Regions from separate parts of the Mus musculus genome. Here region 1 is linked to region 2. Evidence: chromatin contacts called from public promoter capture Hi-C data. All regions are on one chromosome and are shown on one strand. Each heading gives the region's core, a stretch centred on a gene start, on an enhancer-like site or on the middle of the called end of the contact. The rest is flanking DNA. Distances are from core to core; before and after follow the strand shown.

Region 1 (3,245 bases), core at 238-2,737, 120 kb after region 2:
AGAAGCAGGGGGATGGGATAGGGGGTTTTCAGAGGGGAAACCAAGAAAGCGAATACCATTTGAAATGTAAATAAAGAAGATATCTAATAAAAATAACAATTCACAGTCGGTAACTAATGGCAGCATTCATGTCTATGGTTACTATTCATTTGACCAAGAGGTAAAAAATAAGTTACTAAAGTTACAAACAAGCAGTCTTCTGCGAAATGGTTTATAAGAGAATTCAGACAGGTCTGTGAGGTAAATCTTGATGAAAATAAGCTGGAGTAGGATCTACCAAAGCAATGCCGTATTCAGATGCCAAGAACACCTGTGCAGCACCAAACACTGCTGATCCTGGCAACCTGCTCAGTAAAACTGATGATTATCCTGCCCTACAAACACAAGGCTCTTGTAGAGGATCCAAAACCAATGTGCAAATAAGGATTCACCAAGAGCCAACTACCACAGAAACCGGATGGGTTTCACCCAAACCAGTTGGACGTGTTACGAAACTGTATTTACCAACCCCCAAGGAAAAAGTTTACTATCAGTAGTTGAGAGAGGCAAAAGTTCCTTTGCATAAATCTACACGCGCGCGCATTCAAGAGAGTATGCGCGTGCGCGCGCTTGCGCAGACACACACACCTCACTCTGAGCTCTTATCCTAACTTGAGTGTGACCTTTGGGCTTTCACTTTTGAACACAGACTGCAGTTAACCTGGCAATTTCTTACTGGTAGCTTGTTGTTTTGCTTCCCCCTTAAGAAAATTGTTTTACTATCTAGGTGCCTTGGTTTAAAACAGGTCAATGGCCTAGCTTTATTAATTAGAATTTAGTCTCCATCTATAGACCATTAATTATATATATATATATATATGATGATGATGATGAAGAAGAGATTTAAAAAGCCCAATGCAACTTAAACTGAACAAATCCTTTTGCTAAAAGAACAACTTTACCTATTATGAGATCTGAGCCTTTCTTTCTGACCTCCCCTGGAGTGTCTTTTGATATTTTTCTGATTAGATCTGAGCTTCCTTGCCCTGTACTTTTGTAATCACAGTCAGGGAAAGGTTTCATTTAAAAAGTCCTTTTCACTGAGCTTGTTTGTTTAATTGACTGGAAGAATCTCTTTCTTTTTTATAGTGTGCTTGGATACCAAAGAACAATGGATTGGTTTCAGGAGAATACAGTAGACAGTACTAAATAATAGAAACAGTTCATTTCAACTATCTTGATAATATAGTTACCTTGGATAATTTCTAAAATGTTTCATGTCTTCAGAGCCTTAATAAGTGAAAATGTGAGCCCCAGTGCATAGAAAGGAGTGTGCACCAGAAACACATAGTTGCTAGAGATGAAGAGACAAAGAACCCAGGCACATTGAACAGGATTCACATTAAATGCAGAGGGGTCTGTGGACAACCTCATACACACACACTGACTCCTCTCTTGCCTCCTGTGTCACAAGGGCTTCTGTCTGCTGGAGGTGAAAAACAATTGAGGGACTTTGTCACCTGAGAGAAGTGTCTGCTGATGCCAGAGGTCAGTGGTCCAGGAGCCCTGAGGTGAGTGCTCCACGTGCGCCAAGCACATTTCACTCTGTAAGTCAACCAAGAGTACAGCTTTCAGTGAAAGTAAGAAATGGACGGTGGTTTTCCTTCTTCCTAGAATCAAGTCTCAATTACGAAATACACTGGAGGGAGTTTATTACAGAAGAGGTATTCATGAGTTAGGAGAAAATTGTGAGGATCCAAAGTATTACTTTTCTAAAACAGTGCCACTGTTTCTCAAACATCAGACATTGATGTTTTCCACTATTTTATATTTTGTTTCACCATATTTCCATTTCTTATAAAATATTACACTATCTACTTTACTTTCATAAAATATAAACCACAAATAAATATTTCAGAAGATAAATGTACTCAGATTTTAGCACTACCAATGTATACATGTGCCAATATGTCACATAATGTCTCAGAATCACATACACTTTATGTCTATCAAATTAAAATAGAAAACGCCTGGCTTGTTTTCATGTATATACTGATCAAAGATAGAAATATGCAATCCCTAAACATAAAAACCATGATCACTTGTCAGAAATTACAAAATCGCAAAAATAAACATAGCACTCAATATCCCAAGTATTCCACTTTAATGTCATGATAGTTTGACTCATGCAATAAATGCAAATGGGAAGCTGAGGCTACTTACACAGAATACACCTGGTTTGTGAACATGCATCCAATTAACCCTGCATCCATAATCACTCGTGACCCTCGCCTGGAGGTGGAACAAATCCTGCCTTCTGCCTGCCCAGTTTATCCAGCAAGTAAAAGAAATTTTCTGTCTGTCTCACAGAATGCCAGCTTCTCTGCTTTTTTTTTTCCATTTTTTTATTAGGTATTTAGCTCATTTACATTTCCAATGCTATACCAAAAGTCCCCCATACCCACCCACCCCCACTCCCCTACCCACCCACTCCCCCTTTTTGGCCCTGGCATTCCCCTGTACTGGGGCATATAAAGTTTGCAAGTCCAATGGGCCTCTCTTTCCAGTGATGGCCGACTAGGCCATCTTTTGATACATATGCAGCTAGAGTCAAGAGCTCCGGGGTACTGGTTAGTTCATAATGTTGTTCCACCTATAGGGTTGCAGATCCCTTTAGCTCCTTGGGTACTTTCTCTAGATCCTCCATTGGGAGCCCTGTGATCCATCCATTAGCTGACTGTGAGCATCCACTTCTGTGTTTGCTAGGCCCCGGCATAGTCTCACAAGAGACAGCTACATCTGGGTCCTTTCGATAAAATCTTGCTAGTATATGCAATGGTGTCAGCGTTTGGATGCTGATTATGGGGTGGATCCCTGGATATGGCAGTCTCTACATGGTCCATCCTTTCATCTCAGCTCCAAATTTTGTCTTTGTAACTCCTTCCATGGGTGTTTTGTTCCCAATTCTAAGGAGGGGCATAGTGTCCACACTTCAGTCTTCATTCTTCTTGAGTTTCATGTGTTTAGCAAATTGTATCTTATATCTTGGGTATCCTAGGTTTGGGGCTAATATCCACTTATCAGTGAGTACATATTGTGTGAGTTCCTTTGTGAATGTGTTACCTCACTCAGGATGATGCCCTCCAGGTCCATCCATTTGGCTAGGAATTTCATAAATTCATTCTTTTTAATAGCTGAGTAGTACTCCATTGTGTAGATGTACCACATTTTCTGTATCCATTCCTCTGTTGAGGGGCATCTGGGTT
Region 2 (3,180 bases), core at 634-3,133:
TTTTAAAGCCTTGGGTCAAATATCCATTTATAAAAGCTGATTGGTGTTACAAATAGTTCCCTCAGGAAAATCCACAGAGCTCCTTTTTTTTTTTTTTTTTTTTTTTTTTTAGCTTCCCTGAAATCACAGAGCTGAAATCACAGAGCGGCAGCACACACCTCAGATGAAGTGCTTCCCAAGGTCAAAATTCTGCTTCCAAATTGTTTCAATAACCTTAAGCCATTTTGCTAAAACTCTTCAAAATTAGTTTATATATATATATATATATATATATATGTATATATATATATATATATATATATAAATCTGTGTCCTTGACAAATGTTATATTATGCAATATAGCCACAGACACTTCTTAGAATTGAAACAAGATTTAACTAAGAAAGCACCATTGTATTTTTCCTTTAACCCACCAGCAATCTGCAGGAAAATTCTAAGAAGCAGCTTCCCACCGCACTGTACACTGCCTCTGCCTGCCAATCAGCAGCCAGCAGTAATATCTAAACTACTAGAAACCTGTCAGGGATCTGAACTAGGGAAAACCTGACCCCCTATCATGTTGCAAAACAGATCACAAGGCAAGAGGAGCCATTAGAGTGAGAATGGGACTGCAAACTCCCAGAAGGGAAAAGGGGAAGCATAAAGATCAGAGGAGAAGCAGACACATTTATAACAAGCCTGAAGCAATTTCTGACCCTTCCACATTTTAAGTAAAACTCCGGAGTTTGTTGTTGTTGTTGTTGTTGTTTTTTTATTCTAAAAGCCTAAAATAACTATAGTTTTGTCTCTACTCCTTTATTAATATTGATGTTCCCTCTTGAGTCGCTTCTTTCTTATCAATCCCTCTAAACTTCCTTTAAGAAATCCTTTAAATTTTAGTGAGCATTCAATGTTGATAAGGATCTAACTTGAGGCAGCAATCGTAGTAATCTGTTTATTTACCGGCTCAGACTGGAGAGTCCTGGCAGGTCAATGGGGCCTCCCTGGCGCCACCAATGAGAGTATCAGAAATCAATTTAAAATCACCAGTGGAAAGTAGCTGCTGCCAATCACCTCATTTCCATTTCAGCTTCTGCGGGACTCTGTCTCTGGTTCTGTCTGAAACCTGTCAGGACGCTGCCTGGTTCTGTCTGGAACCTGGATCATTAACATTGTTTGGGCATTAACATAATATTAAATGCAGGGGGGAGGGGCTATAGACATTCTTTTGAGCTTCCCTTTCTTGCAACTTTGCACTCTCCAACCCACTTGAAAAAGTTAGCTGGGTTTTCATCTAAAGCCCGCTTGAGTGAGGATTTTATTTCAGGACAATCTTCCCCGTTGCTTCCCTTCAATCTGGTATTTCATACAGACAACTGCTTTGATTAAGCCTTGAGCTAAGCTGTTGCTAATACAGACCCAGACCTATGGCCATTCCTGCACATTTATTTCCCTAGAAAACGCATCTTCAACAAGGAAAAGGTGAGTAATTTTTGCAAAGGGAGAGAGGAGAGAGAGAGAGAAAGAAAGAAAGAAAGTCCATAGCAGCCATCCATTCGCCGGGGCCAGAAGTTTGAAAGAATGTGGCAAGCAGAGCCGAGTTAGTACCTTTCCTGACCTCTCTGAGCTGTTAGATGTGGAACTCAGCCTTCCAAACACAGCAGGATCCCGTCTTCGTCCAACTCTGCAACTGGGCGGGGGCAGTCCTGCCCTGGCAAGGTCCCTGCAGCGCGTAAGGAGATGCACTGCAAGTCTTTTGGGCGCAGAGAATTGGGAGAGACTTGCAGGAGGACCTGCAAGCTGCCCTACTCTGCAAGGGGGAGGATGAAGAAGAGAACTCTGGGGAAGAGTGGCTGGACAGAAGGGGAATACAGTGCCACTGAGTATTGAAGTCTTGGTCAAGAAAGAGGGCGGGGCGGCCTGGCCGGCAGCTGGAGGGGAAAAGGGTGCCTGAGCAGAGCCAGAGCTGGGAGGGGCCCGGGGCGTAGGCTTTCGGAAAAAAAAAAAATTCCATTGTTGATCCACCACCACCAGCACTACCACCTCCCATTCTGTACCTCCATCGGGTTCTGGTTGAAGGGTGCAGGATGCAGGGCAGCAGCCAGCGGGAGCAATCAAGGCACAAGGAGCGAATCAGCTGGGGTTTCCCCGGTTTCCCCCAGTGCTTTCCAGCCGGGGAGTCCCAACCCCAGCTAACAGAAAAGTGAAAGAGAAAGAGCCCAAGCTGAGGCGGAGATCAACACCCTGGGGAGGTTGCGGGAGGAACACATGGTCCCGGCCACCTTACCAGGTGCCCACATGATTCTGCCACTGCCAGGTCCCCAGGGCGCAGAACCTGAAGGGCAACTGAGAGCAGAGAGCAGTCTCCTCCCCCTGGGCAGTTGGCCACAGCCTCTGTGTGTCCTGGAATGCCTTTGCCTCTGTGAAGTTTCAAGGAGTTGGCCTGAGTTCACAGGTTGCTTGCATCTACAGCAACTGGCCTTGCAGGGAGGCAGTTTGGCTTCCCCATAGAAGCCCGGAGGAGATCTGGACAGAGACTGTACCGGGAGGAAACGGAAAAGGACCTTGGGTCTGGAATGGGCGGTCCTCCAAAACAACCCTTGACCTGCTGCAGAGTCTGGAAGAGGGAAGTTTCTTTCTGAACTCTTGCTAGGAGGGGCCTGTTTGGGAACAGTAAACTTCCACTAAATTGACCCCTCTTGGGTCATTTTTCCAACCTAATTTGTAGCTGAATGTAAAACATTGCACATGTCTTTTGATGGGAAACAAGGCGTGGGTAAGGCAGCATCTTTAAGTTGGAAATTAGGAGTGATTATAGTGAGGAGGAGTTAACCATGTCAACTGTGTGTCTATTCCAGACAGTCCGAGAGCCCGGGGTCCCAGCTTTGGCATTCAGATGAATCATTGAAAAGACTCAGTGGCTTGCGGTTCCCAAAGCTTTTGAGAAAGCCAGGAGAAAACGATGAGGCCCTTGGCACCTAGTTAAACACAACTATGTTCTGTGTTTTTGTGTATTACATTAAAAAATGGTAAAAACTAGAATATTTGAACGACTAATTATTAACTGTGTGTGGCATTCCACATAAAATCATTGTAATGGGAAGTTTGTTCTCACACACTTATCTTGTATCCCTTCAAGGTTTATATTTGAAACAATAATGCATGTTTTGGTAACAATCACACCAAAATTTACTTATAATA

Evidence for each region. Promoter capture Hi-C pulls out the DNA fragments that hold promoters and counts their contacts.
Region 1: a promoter capture Hi-C map of liver shows a contact between it and region 2, with 3 times the contacts expected there. The contact joins the enhancer-like site here to the promoter of Il15 in region 2. A contact is called at or near these places in 6 of 39 promoter capture datasets (the 3T3-L1 cell line, 3T3-L1-derived adipocytes, the HPC-7 cell line and 1 more), 1 of 15 datasets of contacts at CTCF or cohesin (the NIH/3T3 cell line), 6 of 484 Hi-C or Micro-C datasets (epidermal suprabasal cells, liver, nephron progenitors and 1 more), 1 of 115 datasets of contacts at active chromatin or transcription factors (bone marrow-derived macrophages) and 2 of 9 other capture datasets (adipose tissue and pancreatic islet).

Annotation. Positions count from the first base shown.
Region 1 is chr8:82,523,639-82,526,883 of GRCm38.p6, forward strand. No RefSeq gene overlaps it. Among named protein-coding and RNA genes, the nearest start is that of Gm25138, 120 kb to the left of the region's middle. Within about 2 kb of position 1,488, at least 4 of the 459 cell types and tissues checked have an H3K27ac peak or open chromatin away from gene starts, as enhancers often do. A contact at or near this core is called in liver, where this site is marked.
Region 2 is chr8:82,400,703-82,403,882 of GRCm38.p6, forward strand. It overlaps Il15 (interleukin 15), which reads right to left and starts at 1,884. Exons shown (of 8, transcript NM_001254747.1): 1 at 1,598-1,884.